7 separate regions of the Mus musculus genome follow, and regions 2, 3, 4, 5, 6 and 7 are each linked to region 1. Evidence: chromatin contacts called from public HiChIP or PLAC-seq and promoter capture Hi-C data. All regions are on one chromosome and are shown on one strand. Each heading gives the region's core, a stretch centred on a gene start, on an enhancer-like site or on the middle of the called end of the contact. The rest is flanking DNA. Distances are from core to core; before and after follow the strand shown. Region 1 holds the start of Myc (myelocytomatosis oncogene). Region 2 has its middle 29 kb from the start of Gm22521. Region 3 has its middle 27 kb from the start of Gm38563. Region 4 has its middle 40 kb from the start of Gm22521. Region 5 has its middle 46 kb from the start of Gm29904. Region 6 has its middle 61 kb from the start of Gm41333. Region 7 has its middle 44 kb from the start of Gm41333.

Region 1 (3,162 bases), core at 370-2,869:
TATTTTCTTTTCTTTCTTTTTTTTTTTTTTTTTTTTTTTTAAACCGGGTAGCAGTGAGAGAGGTTTCTTTAAGTGCCTTGGGGCGAGGAGTCCGGAATAAGAAGACTTCTTTGGGTTTTAAAGTGTAGGATAAGCAAATCCCGAGGGAATATGCATTATATAATAAATCTAGAACCAATGCACAGAGCAAAAGACTCATGTTTCTGGTTGGTTAATAAGCTAGATTATCGTGTATATATAAAGTGTGTATGTATACGTTTGGGGATTGTACAGAATGCACAGCGTAGTATTCAGGAAAAAGGAAACTGGGAAATTAATGTATAAATTAAAATCAGCTTTTAATTAGCTTAACACACACATACGAAGGCAAAAATGTAACGTTACTTTGATCTGATCAGGGCCGACTTTTTTTTTTAAGTGCATAATTACGATTCCAGTAATAAAAGGGGAAAGCTTGGGTTTGTCCTGGGAGGAAGGGGTTAACGGTTTTCTTTATTCTAGGGTCTCTGCAGGCTCCCCAGATCTGGGTTGGCAATTCACTCCTCCCCCTTTCTGGGAAGTCCGGGTTTTCCCCAACCCCCCAATTCATGGCATATTCTCGCGTCTAGCGCCTTGATTTTCCCCACCCCAGCTCCTAAACCAGAGTCTGCTGCAAACTGGCTCCACAGGGGCAAAGAGGATTTGCCTCTTGTGAAAACCGACTGTGGCCCTGGAACTGTGTGGAGGTGTATGGGGTGTAGACCGGCAGAGACTCCTCCCGGAGGAGCCGGGTAGAGCGCACCCGCCGCCACTTTACTGGACTGCGCAGGGAGACCTACAGGGGAAAGAGCCGCCTCCACACCACCCGCCGGGTGGAAGTCCGAACCGGAGGTGCTGGAGTGTGTGTGTGGGGGGGGGGGGGAATCTGCCTTTTGGCAGCAAATTGGGGGGGGGGGTCGTTCTGGAAAGAATGTGCCCAGTCAACATAACTGTACGACCAAAGGCAAAATACACAATGCCTTCCCCGCGAGATGGAGTGGCTGTTTATCCCTAAGTGGCTCTCCAAGTATACGTGGCAGTGAGTTGCTGAGCAATTTTAATAAAATTCCAGACATCGTTTTTCCTGCATAGACCTCATCTGCGGTTGATCACCCTCTATCACTCCACACACTGAGCGGGGGCTCCTAGATAACTCATTCGTTCGTCCTTCCCCCTTTCTAAATTCTGTTTTCCCCAGCCTTAGAGAGACGCCTGGCCGCCCGGGACGTGCGTGACGCGGTCCAGGGTACATGGCGTATTGTGTGGAGCGAGGCAGCTGTTCCACCTGCGGTGACTGATATACGCAGGGCAAGAACACAGTTCAGCCGAGCGCTGCGCCCGAACAACCGTACAGAAAGGGAAAGGACTAGCGCGCGAGCAAGAGAAAATGGTCGGGCGCGCAGTTAATTCATGCTGCGCTATTACTGTTTACACCCCGGAGCCGGAGTACTGGGCTGCGGGGCTGAGGCTCCTCCTCCTCTTTCCCCGGCTCCCCACTAGCCCCCCTCCCGAGTTCCCAAAGCAGAGGGCGGGGAAGCGAGAGGAGGAAAAAAAAATAGAGAGAGGTGGGGAAGGGAGAAAGAGAGATTCTCTGGCTAATCCCCGCCCACCCGCCCTTTATATTCCGGGGGTCTGCGCGGCCGAGGACCCCTGGGCTGCGCTGCTCTCAGCTGCCGGGTCCGACTCGCCTCACTCAGCTCCCCTCCTGCCTCCTGAAGGGCAGGGCTTCGCCGACGCTTGGCGGGAAAAAGAAGGGAGGGGAGGGATCCTGAGTCGCAGTATAAAAGAAGCTTTTCGGGCGTTTTTTTCTGACTCGCTGTAGTAATTCCAGCGAGAGACAGAGGGAGTGAGCGGACGGTTGGAAGAGCCGTGTGTGCAGAGCCGCGCTCCGGGGCGACCTAAGAAGGCAGCTCTGGAGTGAGAGGGGCTTTGCCTCCGAGCCTGCCGCCCACTCTCCCCAACCCTGCGACTGACCCAACATCAGCGGCCGCAACCCTCGCCGCCGCTGGGAAACTTTGCCCATTGCAGCGGGCAGACACTTCTCACTGGAACTTACAATCTGCGAGCCAGGACAGGACTCCCCAGGCTCCGGGGAGGGAATTTTTGTCTATTTGGGGACAGTGTTCTCTGCCTCTGCCCGCGATCAGCTCTCCTGAAAAGAGCTCCTCGAGCTGTTTGAAGGCTGGATTTCCTTTGGGCGTTGGAAACCCCGGTAAGCACAGATCTGGTGGTCTTTCCCTGTGTTCTTTCTGCGTCTTGAATGTAGCGGCCGGTTAGGACAGTCTTTCTTCCATTCCTGTGCTTTTGACACTTTTCTCAAGAGTAGTTGGGGTAGGCTGGGGTAGATCTGAGTCGGGGTAGAGCGACTTGTCAAGATGACAGAGGAAAGGGGAAGGGAAAAACCGGGATGCATTTTGAAGCGGGGTTCCCGAGGTTACTATGGGCTGACGCTGACCCGGCCGGTTGGACATTCTTGCTTTGCTACATTAATTGATATGTGTCCTTTGAGGGGTCAAACCGGGAGGTCGCTTCGTGGTGGCCAAAGAAAGCCCTTGGAATCCTGAGGTCTTTGGAGAAGGGATTACCTTTTGCGTTTGGGAGCGAGAAGGCTCCGTAGCTTCTGACTTACCAGTCTCTGAGAGGGCATTTAAATTTCAGCTTGGTGCATTTCTGACAGCCTGGGACCGACACGGAGGTGCGTCCCGCCCGCCAATCCCCGGCGGCGATCGCAACCCGTCCCTGAGCCTTTTAAGAAGTTGCTATTTTGGCTTTAAAAATAGTGATCGTAGTAAAATTTAAGCCTGACCCCCGCGGCACTAGGACTTGATGTTGGGCTAGCGCAGTGAGGAGAAGCAAAATTGGGACAGGGATGTGACCGATTCGTTGACTTGGGGGAAACCAGAGGGAATCCTCACATTCCTACTTGGGATCCGCGGGTATCCCTCGCGCCCCTGAATTGCTAGGAAGACTGCGGTGAGTCGTGATCTGAGCGGTTCCGTAACAGCTGCTACCCTCGGCGGGGAGAGGGAAGACGCCCTGCACCCAGTGCTGAATCGCTGCAGGGTCTCTGGTGCAGTGGCGTCGCGGTTTAGAGTGTAGAAGGGAGGTGTCTCTTATTATTTGACACCCCCTCCCCTTTTATTT
Region 2 (3,162 bases), core at 275-2,774, 840 kb after region 1:
TAATAACTATTTTAAATGGCTATATTCTAAATGATGTCTCCATAGGAAACTCTCATAATTCTCCCAGCCCAGCTTCTCAAAGGCTACAAAATGACATAAGGTGACCTCCTTTTCATCAATCAAATAGTGCCCCAGTCCTGGTGTATTCACTTTTTCTGTTATATTATATGAGGCTGAATAACAAACAGAACAACAACAACAAAGACCAAGAGTGATAATGATGAGGGGGAGACAGAAAAAGAAAAAAGACAGACAGACATACAAAGAGGCGTGGATACCTGGTGAGAAATATGAGATGTAAGTATTGGCAGAGTCATCACTGTGGGAGCACTGGAGCATTGTAGAAACTTGTAAGATTTTATCAAAGAGGGTAGTCTAAACATATGATCCTAATCAGGGCTGTTTGTGGGGAAGGAAGCAGAGCCCAACACTTCCAATGCAGCCACAGCATAAGCCTCACATCATAACTTACTTGTACCAAAAAGTGAAATAAAGGTTTCTGTACATTTTACAGTTTGTTCAGGATCTTCTACATAGGAAGAATTACCTCTCGGGCTTGTGATACAGCTATTTTTGACACTTGAGACTGCTACAGAATTCCTTTTAGAAGAATATTTTTTGGAGTAAACATTTCACACTTTCCTCTGCTCCCTTTTCTTCTTTCAAGTGGGGACACCATTAAATATCATGCATCTTCCTTTGATTCTGCTGAGAATAGGTATGGATATTTTCCTGTTCTCCAATCCCTGCTGCTTTGTTAGAAATGGAAACTCTTTCCCAAATACCCACCATTTACTTGGAATGCATCCAGTATAAAATATGGATAAAGCATCCTTATTCTTGCTTATCATGGTGACCAAGTACTTATCAGCTATGCAATCTAAATCAACTCATTGTCCACCTTCATTTTTTCCATGAAATGGAGGCTGTTTTGATCTAATGATTTGACAAACATTAACCCCTAAGCCAATGTCAATTGTTACTGTTCTTAGTAATATTAAGCATCAAGCAAAACAACCACAAATTTAAAGGCATATGGTGTACAACTGCTTATTAGCCCAATTAATTTTGGGTGAAGGACTTGATGTTCTATTACCAAGGGTGGTGTTGTACACACTAGGTTGTTGTATGGATTGGGGAAGTCATTTTAAATTAGGCACATTGAAAATCACCAACCTAGTAAAATTCTTGAAGTTTCCCAGTCTCAGGATTGAAAACCAGTAACCCAATGTCTATTGATAAGCCATCAACCTAATACATTGTTTTTGAGAAACTTAAGGTACTTTCATCTCTACTCTGGTTTTAAATCATTTCCTTGTGGTCTCATACTAATTTCTTAGCACTACATGGTGAGAAAGATCATTTCAATACTGACTGTTACAATAGACCTTCTAGGGGATTCTAACTGTTGGACCATTCTACTTTCTAAATTAATCAATTCTAATGTGATGTGTCTGCATCGGTGGTTTCATTGACCAGTAAGAGGACAGTCCCTTACCAGGAGCTCTGTACCCCATTTGCTCACATAGTCATTCTGTTCACAAGGATATCACATATTTAGTTTTGCAAGACCTTGGCCTTTACTCTGATTAGACCTCCAGTCAAAAAGTTCTTCCATTTCCTGTGGGTATTTCTTAAGCTTAGCAAACACTTTACCATATTGACTTCAGTCTTTAAGCTTTCTTTCAAAAGTTTGGAACATTTGCAGTTATTAGTGTTCATACTGTCTAATGTGATACACTGGTAGGATTTTTTTTGGGGGGGGGTATAGTAATTTGGATCAAATGGTGGTGGAGAAAAGTTCCTTCTTAAATGTCTGGAAGATGCTAGTCCACTCTACCTGCTTCTTGTTTTTCCTCTTTTTTTTATCATGCTTTAAGAGATTTTTGCATATGTGTTTCCATTTGCTTACCTCCCAGTCTATGCTGATTTTCTCTGCATGTAAATTCTTAGCAGCCAATAGAACTTCAGTGACACCCATTCCATCAATTCTATGCAATCTGTGATCTTTATAACATCTGGCAAGCTTTGAACACTCTTGATCATCTGCCTCCTTAAGATAACTCTTTGAATTGCCTAATCCCATAACTTCCCTTTTCTATGACTTTGGACACAGCCTGTCCCAATCATCCTATTTGACATCTAGACCTTTAGAACTCAGGTTTCCTCAGGGACCTTGAACCCTCTTGGTTGAAGGCTTCTACTTATTTTATGTGATAGATGATTCATTAACACCTCAGAGACTATGAATTTCAGACTCACATTGCAAAATTAAGTCTCTTCTATTAAGATCGAGATCCCTACCTAGATATCCAATCACTGGTATAGCATAGATGTCTGAGTGTTTCATAGATAACTCCAAGCCAATGTACCCAAACACCCCTCCCAGTTATCAGCTATATATTTCTCTGGTCATTATCTCACTAGATAGCATTTCCAACTATCCATCAATCATATTGGGCATCTCCTTCATCCTCAAGGGTATATCCAATTATTAGTAAAATATCAGCATAACATTCCCTCTAAATCTGGTTACATAGTTAGAACTTTGTGGTCATAATTTTGTTTCAAAATACCATGGAATCTCCAAAGTATTCTAACTAGTTTTCACCCATCTGCTCTCCTTCTCCTCCCTCCTGTTCTCTTAGCGAATCTGATCTTTTAGCTACATTTCTGACTGTGACTCTCTTATACACTGTGTCCTTTTATTTTCAGAATATAAACCAGCTATGCTATGGATTTGGGTTAGTTTTATAATTCTATTTCTTTCTAATATGCCAGCTGTGTCTCATGCCCTTTTCTTCTTCCTGTGTCCTCTCATTAATCTGAGTCTTTTTTCTCCTTTATACTGCTGGGTAATGAGTTTTATCAGCATCTCCCCTTCACACTACCTCTTGCTTGCTTATCCATCACATCTTGTCCTAATTTATGTCTCTTCAGTAGGACTTCTAACAAGCCAAATGGGATATTTCACTTGTACACTCTTCAATGTATGTTGAGAGTATTATAAGCATCTAGCACATGTGTAATATCTTATTGTTATTTTCTAGTCCCATTAACACAATATAAAGATTTTTATTGAATAAATAATTTCTACACAAACTGCTGTCTAAATTCTTTAAATTTATAATAGTAAAAAACATTTTCCCTAGATAATTTACA
Region 3 (3,162 bases), core at 243-2,742, 800 kb before region 1:
TGAAATAATCTATTAGATTCTCTGGAGCCAGCTGCTAGCACTTTGGTAACAAACTTGTCCTATGTCACAGGTAGGTCCTGGCAGAGAGGACCAGGGTGGATTCCTAAGTGAGAATGAAGATTAGAGCAACCACTTTTTGGAACTGATGGTCAAAGCCTGGCTTCATTATGTTGACCTTCTAGCAAACAAAGCTTCCTTTTCCAAAGGCCAGGGCAGGGTTAAAGGAATGCTACACATACCTTAGCCTCTCAGGGAGGAAGTGCCCTCCCATGAAATGTATCTCTCTTCCTGCTGTCGAAGAGAGGGTACCCCCACCCCTTCCTAATAGCAACCTCATTGACCCTATAAGCATCGTTGGAGACCTAGTCTTTCTTACTCTTTCATACATGCACCTTCCAGGCCCTGGGAAATAAACGGGCCCGGAAAAAAAGCAGGGGGGGGGGAGCCTAATTTCCCATGAAATGCTAAGTAGGAGGAGGCACTGGTGACCTTTATCTCTAGTTATTTCCAGACCTGTTTAATCTTTAAAGCCATCCAGAGCGCTTAATCCAACACAGATCACTGGTTCCAAACATAACTTTCTTGGGGACTGCTCCAGAGAAAAACTAGTATTTTTAAACTATATTATTTTAAGGGCTGGTTGGGTAGCTCAGTTGCAGAATGCTTGCCTAGTATGTATGTATGTGTGCAGTTTTAAGTATATAATTTATAAATTACATACATATCTAATGCTTTTACCTTCTGAGTTCCCAGCTATTAGACTCATTAGCCAAGGTGGTGACCAGGACACTTTGTCCCAATATTATATTCTCAGTAAGAAAGCTGAAGTCCAGAAACACTTTCCAGCTTGTCTGAAGTCATTCGACAAAGACCTTGTGCTTTAGCTGGGACCATTCCAAGTTTCCCAGGTCCCAGGTTAAAAATCTTCCTCCAAATGTATAAACACATTCCATTTCAGAGGGAAGACTTATTTTTCTTTGTCAACGTGCCACTGGGAAAGGATTTAAGAAAAAAGCACACAGCAGACCATTGCTCACTCTTTCCTGGTGTGGAACAGAAGTGGCATATTTTTGGTCTGTGGGATGGGGGCAGAAAGAGTGGGAAACCAGAGCTGTACGATGTACTGGGGCCAGAGGTTCTCTGGGCTTCTTGTACTTTAAACGCTGGTGAATGGAGACAGCTCGGAGGTGGAGGCCGCTCTCAGTCATCTCAGCATGTGAAAGATAGTTAGACGTTGAATGATTTTTCAGCCGTTCCAGACTTGGGAATTAAAGGTAAATACGGTGCAGAAACCGCTTTGCACTAGCTTTAAAGGCTTTTGTGAAATACTTCCCAAGGGGGAACTGTGGGTCACTAAAAGGTTGTGTCTCACTAATGCCCTTGATTGGTTGTGGGTGTGCAGGTCCCTCTGAAGTGGCAATCAGTAGGAGTGACCACTGCCCTTTTGCTGCAATTATCAATGGTCCGGCAATTTCCCTCCATTTTAATCAATTTGCTTTCTGAATGGCCCCTTTCTTTGTTTTAAACAAAAGAGCTAAGTGTTCTCAGGCGCCCTCCTCCTTGGAAGCTCCTGTTTTCTTTAGAAAACCCTTTGGAGACCTTCCCCACATTTAAGCTTTGCAGAAACCCAGCATCTCTTTTCATTTAAGAGACATTCATTCTGGCTGACATTCCAACCCAGTGCAATATGATTACTGCTCTGAGCATCAGAGGGGCACTGGGTGGGAGGTCAGAAACAAGGTGGAGATGGGGAAAATATGGCAACATAGCAAGGACTCTTAACACACGTGAGGTCTACCATTTTAGCACAAGACTCAATTGTATTTGGATGACATGTTCACAGGAAATTTACTTACACTCTATTTTTATTTATTGTCTGATATTATAATTTAGCTGGGGCCCTATGTTTATATTAGCTAAATCTGCCAATGCTAGTAGTATAGATGAAGGTAACACGAACAGTGCCATGATCTAGTAAAATAAATTGATGGGGGAAAGTTAGAAGTTATTTCAATGGTACCACTTCCGTTCATGAGTTTTTCAGTGCCGATTGTTCAACTGTATAGAGTCAACAGTTTAGTAGAGATCTATTGGATGAAGGCATGTTACCAGCATTATGATAGGGAGTATTGAGATCAAGAAGTCCGACTAAAAGGAATGTTTTTAGGCATGCAGATCATTGTAATAGGATGTGATCAGTAGGATCCAATTAATTCCAGGTGTTTGTGTTTTCCCCCACCATTTCACTGGGAAGGTATAAGCCACAACTGAGAACTTACAGGCATCAACTTTATATCCTCTTAGTTGTGGAAACTAGACCAGAGCAAGTACCATCCCATTAGGTATGTAACAACCCAGAAGGGACAAAGAAATAAGTCCATGTGTTCTCTGGGTGGGAAGATGTCAAGCACCTTAAGACAGTTTTTGAAAATAGATCCTGGTATGTGGTATGTTATTTCAGTGAGTCCAAGTGAGACTAAAGAGGATTTAATTCAACTGGATTTTAAACAGATCCATTCTACAGTTCCTTCTGTAGGAGATCAGGGGATGAGCAAGAAACAATCTGCATATCTTTTGAGAACCTACATGTGAATAATTCCCATAAGATATATTTTGTGTGCTAAGTATGAACCCAGCATCTCAGCCATGGGTCATTTGCCTAGAGTGGAAATCTAACTCCAGTACAAAGAATTTGCTACTACACTCCATACCACATTGAAGGGCTGACTGGTGGATACAATGGTGGATACACTTATACAATCAGAACCCCTACAGCCACTATATAAGCAAGTAAGAGAGGAGAGCAGATACACAGGAGTGGCTGATTTAGGGAAGGGGGTATTCACTTTCAGTCACTGTCACCCCTATCTATAAAGTTGCCAGGATGCCAAAGTATTACACTGTATCTATGTCAAAACATCTTTTGGATTTGTGCAAGGATCCTATACCAGTTCTGCTTCTAGGGTGAAAGACTATGATCAAGAGAAACTCATAAATCTAGAGTTTATTTTGGCCTATAGTTGCAGAGGGCTATGAGTCCATCATGGTGGGGAGGCATGGGACTAAGTGGCAGGTATGGTTGTAGGAGCAGGAAGCTAAGAGGTCATATCTTTAAGAGCAAGAGCAAAGAAGATGAAATGGAAGTAGGGCCAGGCTGTGAAC
Region 4 (3,162 bases), core at 330-2,829, 770 kb after region 1:
ATGTTTTTTAAAGGCCAGTTCATATTTTTGAGTCCAGAATCTGAAAGGTTTTATGGTTCTTCTTTTCTTCTAGTCTATTTTTCAGATGCTGGTAAGAGCCTAAGTATACTTTCTCTAGTTTTGTTTTAGCTACTTTTTTCTTTCTTTAAAGTTCTTCTTCCTGCTATGTGGCTGACCTCGACACTGATTTAGCACAAACAGCATGGCTTTCCTCTTCCTCACATCCATCTTCCTCCTGTAGGCTGATGCCCAGATTAACAGCCTGCCTGCCCTGGTGTTTTTCTTTTGAATTCTCATAAAAAATCTTGTGAACTTTCACAAGTTTCCTTATATTGTGAGCAGAATTGGAACTACTGCATTTACCACTGATTTGCATAGAGTTTACACTAATATATACTTACAAACAGTAAAGTCCATGTGTCTGTGTGTGAACATATTTATACATACAACTTTGTGAAGTGCATGCCTATGTGTGTCTATATAGAAAGATGAATGATCGACAGGTTTTATTCTTGATATTGTTTTACAATTCACTGCCATTGTATTTAGTTCCCAAAGGCCTCCAAAGTAGGAGTGTCATCTAGCTTTCTACTTTCCTCAGGCTTAATGATGCATTAACCTTTAAAAAAAATACTATGTCCATTCTACCAAGAAGAAAATGGAAACACCTGTATTTGGTAGGCCACCAAAGTATTATCACAAAAGCCCATGTTGACTCAGCTCTTCTCATGCCTTAAGTCATACAAAACTAAAGCATGGAATGAAAGATGTTGATGGGGGTATGTAGAGGACGGCTTTGAAGCTATCCTGGACAACTGTGCATATGCGCGCACATGTGTGTGTGTTTGTGAGTTTGCGTGTGCATGTGCCTATGTGATATGTAGATAGCCCTTTTCTAAAAGAAAAAGTTGTTTCCCTGTGCTTAGGACTATAGAATAAAAAACTGGAGAAGAATGAGTTTATAACCAGACTCTATCATTTAATAGTTGTATAAGTTAAAATAAGCTCAAGACCAATGTAGGCTTTAAATTTATCACTAATAAAATGAAAATGAGATTAATAAGAAGACATGGGTTTGTGGACATGGTTAGAAGAGAGATTTGCATTGAAGGCTGTTTGCATTACACCTTTTTCTCAGAACTCACTCAACATAGCTACTGTTGTTGTTACTCTTACTCCCTCTTACTCCCACTTCCTACTTTCCTTTAATCTCATCTTTTCTCATGTTTGGCTTGCATACACACTCTCCCCTACCCTTCGTCTTAGCTCAGACTTTCAAATATTTTTAAGGGTGCTTTTCTGCCATAGAAGAAGTGAGTAGACCCACAGACTGTATGCAGCATACCTCTACCATTCATTCTGCTTCTATCTTTACATTGCTATCAGATTCACATTTCAAATACCGAGCCATGTCTGACAATCCTCCTGGGGTTAGCTACAATATGAACTTGAACATGGCCTCTGTGCCCTCCTCAAGATTTCTTAGTTATCATGATGTGCCTGACTTCAGAATAGGCAGGGTGCTGTGGGTAAGCAGTAGCAAACCTTCAGAGCTATCAGCATGAAACTAGGTTAAGTTGCATGGAAGAGAGCTCTGAATGAGATCCTATCACTTCCTGTCTGACAGATAGTCTACCACACTGGAGTGGTCTCTATAGCAGTGTTTGGGTCTCACAGTATGTAAACAACCTGCATGCAGGATCCTGTTAGTGTCAATAGCAAAAGGGCAAGATTTAGCATCAGGAACCTGATGCAGCCCTGCAAGGTGAAGACTGGATAATGGCGGGTTAAAAGAAAAAGAAGTAGGAAGTAAGGGAAGGGACAGTTTGACACAGATAGCTGTCATGCGAATACTTGTTAGTGTGGGACTAGTTTCTAGGTATTTCCAATCTGTTAAGAACTTTCTTTTTCTTTTATGAAGCTGTATCATCTTTAAAAATTCCAAATGCTTAATGAATTCTCATAAATGATCCTAAAAGTAAGAGACAATGAATGATTCTCAATTTCCATAGAATTATAGCAGCACTTAGAAATTTTCAGATGGGGTGAGTTTTCATATATCCAAAATTTACAGTAAAAACCACAGTTTTCTGGAAATAAGTGACTCCTCTTCATACTTTAGTACTTGGTGCTATGAGATGCATTTTTTAAACCTAACATATCTCTCATATTTCCTAAACATTTGGGATGATGGCAGAGATTCAATTCAATAATTTGAATCCTTTATCAATTCATGAACATGCTCAGTGTTATGATCAATTTTAATATATATTCATATTCATATTTATGCTAATGCAATATACGCTGGCTTAGTGCTTCTTATGCTTGATTTTAATCTATTTCTTTCCTTTATTCTCAGAAAGGCTCAAAGCAATTACACATTGTTTTGGACAGTATGTCTGCCTGAATACAACCTTTGAGGAAAGCCTGTCTGTTAGAAGAAATAAGTTAAAAACAAGATTGACAAGCCTGAATTTATTTTTGTTGCAAAGCTGTGTTGAACATTTACTGTAGATCAAGTAAATGAGAAGAGTTCCAGATACAGAAATGAATTGTCCCAACCAGACATCTGTCAAACCAACCATAATGCACGATACTAGGATCCCAGTAATAGTGGGAACAAAGTGTTTTTACAGGGTTCATAAACCCACAGAGAAGTCAAAGTGAGGAGTGTACGTTGTATAAGAGAAGAGAGAATGCTCCTATGGGAGAGACTATAGTCTTTTAAGCCAGTTCTAGTATTCATCTTTTTTTCTTTATACTGAAATGGGGAATCCAGAGTGGCCAAGCTTTAATATTTAAATTATAATTTTCTCATTTTAAAAATATTTGTCAACTCCTTATCAAGGGCTATTTCTTTAAGACCCCTGGGTAATCATGAGAATAAAGTAGAAAAGATGCTTAATTATGCCTGCAAGGTCAAGGCATATGTTACATCTGAACTAAACCTGAACAGCTGAACAAGTGGGAAATTACATTCTGTAGACTTAATTCCCTCTGTCTGCTCTAACATATGTTTTATTCATCTGTATGTCTGTCTCTTCTCTCCATGCTCAAGGGCTAGGTTCTGGGGTACTCAATAAGTACCAGTGGAATACATTTTATAAGTCTCAGAAAAACCTACTCAAATATAACCAGAATAGGAAAGAATGTATACTGTGG
Region 5 (3,162 bases), core at 492-2,991, 740 kb before region 1:
ACAGGAAGCCACCTTCTAAAAATGCATTCCTTTGCTTCTACCAGTTTCTTCCTGAAGATTGAAATCTTCTGTGAGAGCCCATCAGAGTGCCTTTTAGACTGTCGGAGCATAGTGACAATGCCTCCCCCCTGCATTGCCTAAAATTCTGGCTCTTATATGACTTTGAAAGTAAAGACAGCCTGGTGGTAGCTAGAACACCCAAATTAACTCTATTAAACCCCGAACTGTTCAAGTTTCAAGTAATCAGTTCCAGTTGGTACACATTCAGTTCCAGCCATGGGCATCTGAAGAGCAAACTGACTCGGTAGCAATTGTTGCTGGGGAAGTTTAGGTCCCAATCAACATAAAATGTGCCTAAGCACTAAAGTTGAATGTTGATCAGACTTTCCTTTGTCTACTTGATATCAAATAAGATACCTAAGGGCTGTTTTATTATCAGAACAGAGGAGTAATTCAGACAATTTAAATAAGAGATTAAGTATCCTTTGTATTTACACACAAGGACATTACCAAGCCATGATAGCAAAGCTATAAATTATTTCACTTTTAAAATCATTGTTGCTTTAGTTAATCTTTTTATTAAAGTGATAACAATTGCTTCTGTCACATTTATTTAGAAGTAACTATGCTCTTTCTTTGAAATTTGCTCATGTGTCTGGGATGGGGAACACAAGAGCCATGATTCATATTGTGCTTGACCCATGCATAAAATTATATGGCAACCTATGGAGGTGTGCAGAGAGGCAGCCTTGCCCAAGTTGGCGTGTGAGCATAAAATGAACAGAGATGAGAATAAACACATAATGCATGTGTATGTAGACATGCTTTACATTCAGTTCTTATGAGAGCCAATGAATTGTAGCATGGATAGTGAAACTGAGGCTCCAAGAGTTTAAACCATGTGCTGTATGAAGCAGGATATAGTCTTTCTGCAACCAGTCACACACATGTTCCAATTTTTACCTTATAAAGTACATTTCTCCCATTAACAGTGTGGGAAATGGCAGTCCAAGTGGAGGTATAGAGACCCAGTTTCTTCTATTGTCCTTATGGTACCAATGTCTTCTGTTGCCTCAGAGATCTGAAATAGGTCTTTGTCTAAGGAAGACACTGATAGAAAAAAATAGGAGCCTGAAAAGTCATTTGAAGAATGTTGGGCATGGCCAGACTAGAAATTACTCATATCACTTCTTGCCCACATTCCACTGACCACATTCAGTCACTTATATGGACTCATCCCATGGTGAAATGGATCTGGCAAAGAGGCGCAGTAGACTTGTGAGGAAGAGGAAATGAGTCTATTGAACACAGGTCATTGTCTCCTTCCCTTGACAGCAGAGGTACTAAGAAGAACAAGGTCCATCCTCTGTAGATCCAAATTCTGTGCTTTCTTTGCCTGTTCTAAATAGAGTTGCAGAATCACACTCAAAATGACCCAGACTGACAGATGCACATAGGCATGCTTGAAGTTAAAAAAGGACATGGGAATGCAATTTCAACAATCTTGAAAGATCTCGGCTACACTTTATTCAGCTGAAATTTCACGATCTCATTCATGTTTATCTCAGACATGACCTAAGAGTGCCTGGAGATATTTGGTCTGCCTGTGTTTATAACACAATGAACAATCTTGTAAATGCTCTTTCCCTGCCCAATTTCCCCCCTGTCTACAGTCTGCTTTTTGAGATTTTAACTATTTCCTTTGTGTCAACTACAAACACTGTGAAGCTGACTTCCTTGTGTGTGTATAGTTTCATCATTTCCTACATCCTCTTTTCTGAGATGTAGGGCTGATAGCTCAGCAGCTACTGTGCATTGTCTCAGTGCCCATATGTTCTTATCATCAATGTAAATAGCACTGCAGCTTATGTTTATTCTCACTAAACATGTACATCCTTACATTTTAATGTTTTATTTTATGATACACACAAATACACACACACATATACACATATATACAAACACATATAAATACACACACATATATGTATGTGTGTATATATATATACATATACATACATATATATATATACACACACACGTGTGTGTGTGTTGGACAGCATGGTATACTAGTATATGTACATTGTACATAGTACGTGGTAAACTGATTAATATATATCACTGCATCACCTCATATATACTGAGAATATTGAAAACTTACTTTATTCACAATTTTTAATACTTAATGTTATTAACTCAAACTGCATTGTTATATAACAGATTCCCTGAATGTATTTATGACATACAAACCTACTTTTACAAACTTTGTAAAACCTTACTACTCCTCCCTTACCCTCTGGCCACTCACATTCTTTTCTCCAGTTCACATCTAACTATTGTGATATGAGGAAATTGCACTATGGTTCCCAACTCCAAAGACATATCCCAAGGCACCATAGCTTCTTCATCATGATGGACAGTATTTCATGAAATCTTTTGCCTGTACATTGTTTCCATCAGCTATCTCATGAGAATGATTAAAAAAAGAAGATAATATGGAAAAGTAGCAGAGAAATGACTTTCATAAACTTGGCTAGAGACATGCTAGGTGGGCCTTTGGAACTGATTTGTAGGAGAGATATTCAAAAGGCTGGCACTGAGGTCTAGAGAAGACTTAGACTGTTGTAAGTTGAATTCAAGTGACAAAGAACCTGACCATGGCCTGAAATTTTGAATGAAGCTGATACATATATATACATATACATATGTATATGTATGTTATATATATATAAACATGTGTGTGTGTGTGTGTGTGTGTGTGTGTGTGTGTGTGTGTGTGTCTGTGTATGTATCACTCACATGATGGAGAAAATTTCAAGATTGAAAAGACTGAATAATATACAGGATGTGCTATGAATACCATTTAACATGGCTTTATGTATATTTGTTACAGGGATGGGAGAGAGAGAGAGAGAGAGAGAGAGAGAGAGAGAGAGAGAGAGAGAGAGAGAGAGAGGGAGAGAGAGAGAGAGAGAGAGAGAGAGAGAGAGAGAGAGAGAGAGAGAGAGAGAGAGAGAGAGATTGTACATTTTAAAGGAAAGGCACACAGGTGTATTTGAATTAGATGGCAGGGCTGACAAAGCAGCCGTACCTATTGAAGACCTTAGTGCCCTCACAAAGTACCCAGTTTGACCAGGGCAGTAGGAAAGATAGCTTGAAGCA
Region 6 (3,162 bases), core at 393-2,892, 750 kb after region 1:
CACTTATGAGTAAGTGAAGATGGGTCTAGGGGCGGATCAGGGTGATGTGAAGTGACCGAGCCATGGAATGAAAGCAAGTGTATGTCTGATGATCCAAAAAAAAAAGGTCCAAGTCATGTATATTACTATTAAATGAAGTGCATCCGTTCATCCAGACTGATACATCAGACTGCCAACTGCCTGTCTACAAAATGCAATGGCAAACTCTTAAAATGTTTCCAGCAAGAACATAAATTTGGAGTAAAACAAAAGATGAGCACGGGAAGTCAACTCGAAAACCTCAATGGCAATGCCCCACTTAGAAGTACTGATGGCCTTCACTAGAAGAGTAGCAGTAGACTTGGAAAATTCATGCCAGGCTCCCAGTTCAGGTACTAGAGAAGGTATAAGTGAATGTGATCAACTGGTTTTATTTTTTATTTTTACTTTTTCAATTAATGGGGAAGTCAGAGGAAACTGTGGAAAAGGAACAAGGTTTTGATTATTTAAAAGTAGTTGATGGCTTTCAACATGGACATACTTAATGTGAAAGCCCATAAGTCATAATAACGTTCTTTAACCTAGGAAGTTGAACTTCAGACTAGAGATGGAAATTTTGGATATCTTGGCATGAACTTAACACTGCAAGTAAGTAAGTAAGTGGGTAATGATGTCCAGGAATAAAGAGCCAAGAAGCTCATTGAGGTCAAGACCTGAAGTTGACCCTATATTAATAAATTATGCAGTAGACATGGTTGGCCAAAGAAGTTGATATGGAAGAACTGGAAAGAAGGATAGAGGAAAGCACCCAGGCTTTGGTTTTACTAAGCACAAGAGATAAAGTCTTCTAGATTAAGGTTGTAATGAAATGCTACTTAGAATTCACCAGGGAAGTGTTGGGTCCACATTGTAGGATTCTGAGATCTTCTTGCCCTCACATAATAGATTCATCTTTTATTCTTGCTGTGTCTAGGAACAACTAGGAAAGAAAACCTCATTGCTTATTACAAATTATGAAATTCTTTTCAAGTAAACGATGTCATAATCACACAGTGAAGGATTTTCCATCTTCCAAATGAGGAACTAGTTTCTTGGAGAAGATAACTTTCTTTTCCTAAGTAAAATACCTGGTATTACAGTATAACTAGACCTAGTCTAACGTTCTGTACTAATATATCAGTGGTTGGTAGATGACGGAGATGTGAGGTCATATGCCAGTTCACATATATTATCTATAGCAGTGGTTCTTACCCTTCATAATGCTGTGATCCTCCAATATATTTCTACATGTTGTGGTAAACCCCAATCATCAAAGTATTTTTGCTACTATTAGTAACTGTAATTTTGTAACTGTTATGAATCACACTGTAAATATCTGTGTTTTCTGGTGGTCTTAGGTGACCCCAGTGAAAGGGTTGTTCACTACGGTTCTTTAGGTTGTGACCTAAAGGGTTCACAATCTACAGGTTGAAAACCACTGAGCTATACAAATATATGTACTTTGGAATGTATTTGTATAGTCCTATGTGTATGTGTGCACCTGCATTTCCTCAAAGTTGAAGCATAAAGATAAAGTAAACTTCAGCGTGCAAAGAGAGTGGCCACATTTCCTAGAATAGAAGAGGATGTGGTCCCATATTGTGTTAAGGTGATTGATGGGAGGGAAGAGCCTGACAGTGTCAACCAATAGCTGTAGAGGATTGACAGTGTGTGAGGTTATGTTCCAGCATCTGTCATCGTGAGAACTGGTCTCCAAATGCAGATGTTTACAGAAGACAGGCTCAGAGCCCCTCAGTATGAAGCAGCTTCAGCTGCAGATCAAGATTTCTAGGTATTTCTCCATAGTAAAAACAAGTGAAGCAGCAGCGACATCTACAAAGAGAAAACAGGAAAATATAAAGTGGAGGTATGAGTCCTTCTTCCACTTCTTTGCTCACATTAGTCATATTAAAATATTTATATATACATGAGTATTGCATTTACATAATTTTCAACTCTCTCCTCCTCCAAATCCTTCCCTACTCTCTCTCGAATTCATGACCTCTTCTCTTTATTTTATTGGATATTTTCTTTATTTACATTTCAAATGTTATCCTTTTCCCGGTTTCCCCTCCAAAAAACACACTCCTCCCTCTTCTTGCTCACCAACCCACCCACTCCCGCTTTCTAGCCCTGGCATTCCTCCACATTGGGGCATATAACCTTCATAGGACAAAGGGCCTCTCCTCCCACTGATGACCAAGTAGGCCATCCTCTACTGCATATGCAGCTGGAGCCATGAGTCCCACCATGTGTGCTCCTTGGTTGGTGGTTTAGTTCCTGAGAGCTCTGGGGGGTACAGGCTAGTTCATATTGTTGTTCCTCCTTTGGGGCTGCAAACCCCTTCAGATCCTTAGGTCCTTTCTCTAGCTCCTTCATTGGGGACCCTGTGCTCAGTCAAATGGATGGCTGTGAGCATCCACCTCTATATTTGTGAGGCACTGACAAAGCCTCTCAGGAGACAGCTATATCAGGCAAGTACTTGTTAGCATCCACAACAGTTTCTGGGTTTGGCAATTGTAAATGGGATGGATCTACAGGTGAGTCAGTCTCTAGATAGTCATTTTTTTTCAGTCTCTACTCCACACTTTATCTCTGTAACTCCTTCCATGGGTGTTTTGTTACCCCCTTCAAAGATGGATAGAAGTAGCCACACTATTATGACCTCTTCTCTAATTATTGTGTTCTCTCTCTCTCTCTCTCTCTCTCTCTCTCTCTCTCTCTCTCTCTCTCTCTTTCCTCTGTATGTAAATACAACATTCTGATTTCATTTCTGTTGCTCATATGTGCATGCATTTAGGGCTCACTACTTCAATTTGGATAACATATTAGGCAATTATTTACTATGGAAATTGATTTATTCTCCTGTCTCTTTGTCCTTCAATTGCATGTATATCTGTTCTCCCTCCACCCCTGTCTGTCAGTAGCCATTGCTTGACTATAGCTCTTCATCTTCATCATTTGAGTGGGGTCTTATGAAATATACCACATCCATGTTGTCATGTGAACTGCTGTGGTCACTACATAAGTCTTATGTAGGCAACCCTATTGAGATTTTATGAGTACAGCTTTCCAGCCATGTCTACATGATTGTATCTCTCAGCAGAGAGCCATAATCTTCTGTCACTTCTTCCATAATGCTCC
Region 7 (3,162 bases), core at 232-2,731, 730 kb after region 1:
ATGTGTGTGTATACACACATAAATATATTATATATATGTATATACTATTTTATAATTGTACTAATATATATTAATAAATATGTTATGGCAAATATAATTTTAATAGATGTTGCCAGTTGCTTTTTTTATAGATACGAAGACTTCTGTTTCTTAAGATGTTCATAAGGAAAAGCAGGCCTTTGAATGTTTTACCAATCACATTAGCTCTAGAATCAAGTCATACAATGTTTGAATCCACATGCACTTCCTTCTGCCCTAGTTCCTTCTGCCTATATACTTTTAAGGGACAATGATTCTGCTGGGTCCCTTACTCATGCTTCATGCTAGAATTCCAGCTGGTCTTGTGATATTTTCTCTCAGATAATTTCAATTTCCTTCTGCTTCTGTGGCCCCAGATACATTCTTCGAACTATCTAGCCATAAGGTCGATTAACGTGCAGCCTTTCTATCCCCCTCTGAAATGCTACTTCTCCTCCTAAACTCTGAGCAGAGTCCATTTATCTCACAAACTATATCTGCTGTGAAGGTACGTATGTTCCGCATTTGTTCTATAAAACAATCACATTGGTCAGGGATTGATGGTTCCTATGCTTTGGATAAGAAAACAACTCAGAGAGATTAGATCAGAGGCCCAGAATGATGACTGCTGTGGATATTGGCAGATTGGGCTAACCAATCTCCCTGTCTCCACGTTATCATGATTTCTGGGCCAGCACCTTGCCACTTTATCTATATACACTGCTACCCATGATAATAATCTTCCTTCTAGGAAGCTTTAAGTAAAGATGCTTTTAAAGAATCCAGTGTCTCTGTGCCTCAGTTTCCCCATGTATTATAAGAAAAACAACAAAACTGAATTACCTATGTTTGGTTAGAGGAGGTAGTTTTATTTCTTCTCTGAAATGAGATGAATGCAAATTGCCTTGTTATTTCACTAATTAATAACATCTGCTTGGAAATGCAGCTATTAGCACACAATAAACGATATGGGTTATAATTATGGATGGCAGTAATTGCTTCGCTTTGCCTTACCTTCATCCCAGTTTATCTCCCTGAACTATAGCTATCCTTGTAGGGGTTAGGGAAAATATATTAGAAGCTTAACAATGGGTTCTTTTCCCATGGGTTTGGAAACTGATGAATCAGCATACTTTCTTTAGGCTTCAAAAGAATATGTTCCTGCCACACTGAAGCTAAGTGGGCTGTTCAAAACATCAGGTGAGTCCAGCTTCATGCTGCCTTCCTGGGGCATGACCTGTTCCACTCCCCTCCTGATCCCGTGTGCCCAATGTCACCTGGAACCTGCAATCTGGAAGCAGAAAGTCCTTGACTGGAGTCAGTGGAGAGAAAATCGTCACCTGCTTGGGCACAAACATACATAGTGACTGCGTCACTGTTTGTCAAGTGGATCAGCTAATAGTTGTTCAGCGGACCTTCAAAGCTCCAAGGCGACACTGCCTTTAAATTCCATCAATTCACTCCCTGGGCAGAGGCCTTGGACTTTAGCTCTCAAGGGCTCTGAAAGCATTTTGAGCCTGCTGACTGACTGCGGGGTGGACCTTGGTTAAAGTTTAGGAGAAAAACACTAAGTTTATGCTTCATCACCGCTGGCGCAACCATGTCCCCCCCACCCCCACCCCACCCCCCACCCCACCCCCCACCCCCACCCCACCCCGTGCTACAGCACTTTGGTGCTTCCTGGCTTGCCTCCCCTGGGACACTGCCCAGTATTGACTACCAGTAGGACTTTCTTTCTCACCTAATGACCTACCTACTGATGCCATCTCTAAGGACCTTGACGCTCATGCTACCTTCTGACCTTGTCCATTGTTCCTCATGTTCCTAACACTAGCCTATGTGTTTGATTTTTTTTTTTAATATAAAAGAGCACAAGTACCCAGAAGGCATGACAAGTATCTGTTTCAGCCAGTGCTTTTTCTCTGATCCCCGAGAAAGTGTTTGAATAAGTCAACAGATGGGTGGAGGAGTGATTAACCCCTTCTTACAAGTGCATGGACTGGGGAGCAGAGGGCAATGATAGGCTAGTCACGATCAACAGTGTTTAGGGACAGAGCTAGTGGGATAACTAAGAATCTGGAATAGTTTTATAATTTTTTTTATATGATATCCTTCCCCAATTTTGCAGCTAATGCATCTCTCTTGACTCACCTTCCTTCTGGTTTAGTTGACTACATGATGCCTATATCTGGGAGACTTAGGAAGGAAAAATCTTTATTATCCAGGTTCTTATTAAGTTTGCATGTTTTAGAGCTTCCTTTAAAAAAAAAAAGCCTGAATGTGACGCTATTGTATTTTAAAGCATGCTCTAACATGAGCAAGCTTTATCATTTATTGTACAAGCATGTTTGCATATATATATATATATATATATATATATATATACACATATGTACACACATACACACACATGAAAATCCCTAGAGAACTCTATGATCTTGCAGTATATTTCACATGTACTTAATAATTAAAATTGCACTAAGCTCAATTTCATAAACTTTTTCATGTGTTATAAACAGTTTGTTATTTTTATTATTAATTCATGTATTTATTTGTATTTATTTTTCATGAGAGAGTCTCACTATGTGGTTCTGATTGCGCTGCAATTCACTTCCTAGATCAGGCTGGCCTGGGACTCTCAGAGATCAATCTGCCTCTACCTCCTGAGTGCTGGGATCAAAGGTGTGTGCCACTACTCCCAGCTGTTAACCAGCTTTCTCATGTCATTAAAACTAACAGGCTTGGGAGTTGTGAATATTTCAACACATGCCTGTGTCATGAGTTTCCCTATTCACTTTCCTGTTGACATGACAAGCCTCCTTCCATTGTTTATTTACGTGATTTTTAGGTTCCTGTCCTATTTTATACGATTACTAATACAATGTTAATGTTTCCCTGCTTTTCCAAGCAAATATATATGTATGTATATATATATTATTTATGTTTTGCTAAAATTATAAGAAATAATCTTGAAAATCGCAGGAAATAGCTCAAAATTTCTCTGTCCCAGTCACCCCTGAAGACTTCTCTCATTTGCATTTTTAGTCTTTGAAGCTGAATAGAAGGTGGGAGTCTGTTTGAGGGGTGGACAGGAAACATTGGCCAATTTGAGAGCAAATAGAGGTTTGGGGAGTGTGTTTACAT

What was found. Promoter capture Hi-C pulls out the DNA fragments that hold promoters and counts their contacts. HiChIP or PLAC-seq counts read pairs in DNA pulled down with a chosen protein or histone mark.
Region 2: a contact with region 1 is called in an H3K27ac HiChIP or PLAC-seq map of CD8 T cells, with 30 times the contacts expected there. The contact joins the enhancer-like site here to the promoter of Myc in region 1. A contact is called at or near these places in 9 of 39 promoter capture datasets (the 3T3-L1 cell line, the C10 cell line, HPC-7-derived erythroid cells and 5 more), 2 of 15 datasets of contacts at CTCF or cohesin (large pre-B cells and stem cell-derived epiblast-like cells), 53 of 484 Hi-C or Micro-C datasets (B cells, the C10 cell line, CD8 T cells and 29 more), 36 of 115 datasets of contacts at active chromatin or transcription factors (the 230-238 cell line, CD8 T cells, DN3 thymocytes and 26 more) and 3 of 9 other capture datasets (embryonic stem cells, macrophages and pancreatic islet).
Region 3: an H3K4me3 HiChIP or PLAC-seq map of neural tube shows a contact between it and region 1, with 6 times the contacts expected there. The contact joins the enhancer-like site here to the promoter of Myc in region 1. A contact is called at or near these places in 2 of 39 promoter capture datasets (cranial neural crest and second pharyngeal arch cranial neural crest), 1 of 15 datasets of contacts at CTCF or cohesin (the NIH/3T3 cell line) and 10 of 115 datasets of contacts at active chromatin or transcription factors (craniofacial prominence, embryonic basal ganglia, embryonic forebrain and 7 more).
Region 4: an H3K4me3 HiChIP or PLAC-seq map of the SCID.adh cell line shows a contact between it and region 1, with 22 read pairs. The contact joins the enhancer-like site here to the promoter of Myc in region 1. A contact is called at or near these places in 5 of 39 promoter capture datasets (the 3T3-L1 cell line, embryonic stem cells, hippocampal neurons and 1 more), 5 of 484 Hi-C or Micro-C datasets (bone marrow-derived macrophages and liver), 20 of 115 datasets of contacts at active chromatin or transcription factors (the 230-238 cell line, the SCID.adh cell line, SST interneurons and 16 more) and 2 of 9 other capture datasets (embryonic stem cells and liver).
Region 5: a contact with region 1 is called in an H3K27ac HiChIP or PLAC-seq map of the NIH/3T3 cell line, with 16 times the contacts expected there. The contact joins the enhancer-like site here to the promoter of Myc in region 1. A contact is called at or near these places in 2 of 39 promoter capture datasets (the 3T3-L1 cell line and 3T3-L1-derived adipocytes), 5 of 484 Hi-C or Micro-C datasets (the C3H10T1/2 cell line, embryonic fibroblasts, myocytes and 1 more) and 4 of 115 datasets of contacts at active chromatin or transcription factors (the NIH/3T3 cell line, neural tube, stem cell-derived neural progenitor cells and 1 more).
Region 6: an H3K4me3 HiChIP or PLAC-seq map of the 230-238 cell line shows a contact between it and region 1, with 14 times the contacts expected there. The contact joins the enhancer-like site here to the promoter of Myc in region 1. A contact is called at or near these places in 6 of 39 promoter capture datasets (the 3T3-L1 cell line, the C10 cell line, embryonic stem cells and 2 more), 1 of 15 datasets of contacts at CTCF or cohesin (pro-B cells), 16 of 484 Hi-C or Micro-C datasets (B cells, CD4 T cells, CD8 T cells and 8 more), 31 of 115 datasets of contacts at active chromatin or transcription factors (the 230-238 cell line, CD8 T cells, the NIH/3T3 cell line and 22 more) and 3 of 9 other capture datasets (embryonic stem cells, liver and macrophages).
Region 7: a contact with region 1 is called in a promoter capture Hi-C map of liver, with 7 times the contacts expected there. The contact joins the enhancer-like site here to the promoter of Myc in region 1. A contact is called at or near these places in 10 of 39 promoter capture datasets (the 3T3-L1 cell line, the C10 cell line, HPC-7-derived erythroid cells and 5 more), 1 of 15 datasets of contacts at CTCF or cohesin (large pre-B cells), 17 of 484 Hi-C or Micro-C datasets (CD4 T cells, the N1E-115 cell line, Th1 cells and 9 more), 27 of 115 datasets of contacts at active chromatin or transcription factors (the 230-238 cell line, CD8 T cells, the NIH/3T3 cell line and 22 more) and 3 of 9 other capture datasets (embryonic stem cells, liver and macrophages).

Annotation. Positions count from the first base shown.
Region 1 is chr15:61,983,722-61,986,883 of GRCm38.p6, forward strand. Myc (myelocytomatosis oncogene) reads left to right here and starts at 1,620. Exons shown (of 3, transcript NM_001177352.1): 1 at 1,620-2,230.
Region 2 is chr15:62,820,422-62,823,583 of GRCm38.p6, forward strand. No RefSeq gene overlaps it. Among named protein-coding and RNA genes, the nearest start is that of Gm22521, 29 kb to the left of the region's middle. Within about 2 kb of position 1,525, at least 9 of the 459 cell types and tissues checked have an H3K27ac peak or open chromatin away from gene starts, as enhancers often do. A contact at or near this core is called in CD8 T cells, the G1E-ER4 cell line and the SCID.adh cell line, where this site is marked.
Region 3 is chr15:61,183,054-61,186,215 of GRCm38.p6, forward strand. No RefSeq gene overlaps it. Among named protein-coding and RNA genes, the nearest start is that of Gm38563, 27 kb to the left of the region's middle. Within about 2 kb of position 1,493, at least 17 of the 459 cell types and tissues checked have an H3K27ac peak or open chromatin away from gene starts, as enhancers often do. A contact at or near this core is called in neural tube and second pharyngeal arch cranial neural crest, where this site is marked.
Region 4 is chr15:62,751,287-62,754,448 of GRCm38.p6, forward strand. No RefSeq gene overlaps it. Among named protein-coding and RNA genes, the nearest start is that of Gm22521, 40 kb to the right of the region's middle. Within about 2 kb of position 1,580, at least 17 of the 459 cell types and tissues checked have an H3K27ac peak or open chromatin away from gene starts, as enhancers often do. A contact at or near this core is called in the SCID.adh cell line, Th17 cells and regulatory T cell precursor, where this site is marked.
Region 5 is chr15:61,240,725-61,243,886 of GRCm38.p6, forward strand. No RefSeq gene overlaps it. Among named protein-coding and RNA genes, the nearest start is that of Gm29904, 46 kb to the right of the region's middle. Within about 2 kb of position 1,742, at least 42 of the 459 cell types and tissues checked have an H3K27ac peak or open chromatin away from gene starts, as enhancers often do. A contact at or near this core is called in the C3H10T1/2 cell line, the NIH/3T3 cell line, embryonic fibroblasts and 1 more, where this site is marked.
Region 6 is chr15:62,729,064-62,732,225 of GRCm38.p6, forward strand. No RefSeq gene overlaps it. Among named protein-coding and RNA genes, the nearest start is that of Gm41333, 61 kb to the left of the region's middle. Within about 2 kb of position 1,643, at least 31 of the 459 cell types and tissues checked have an H3K27ac peak or open chromatin away from gene starts, as enhancers often do. A contact at or near this core is called in the 230-238 cell line, CD8 T cells, T-cell acute lymphoblastic leukemia and 8 more, where this site is marked.
Region 7 is chr15:62,711,225-62,714,386 of GRCm38.p6, forward strand. No RefSeq gene overlaps it. Among named protein-coding and RNA genes, the nearest start is that of Gm41333, 44 kb to the left of the region's middle. Within about 2 kb of position 1,482, at least 9 of the 459 cell types and tissues checked have an H3K27ac peak or open chromatin away from gene starts, as enhancers often do. A contact at or near this core is called in hepatocytes and liver, where this site is marked.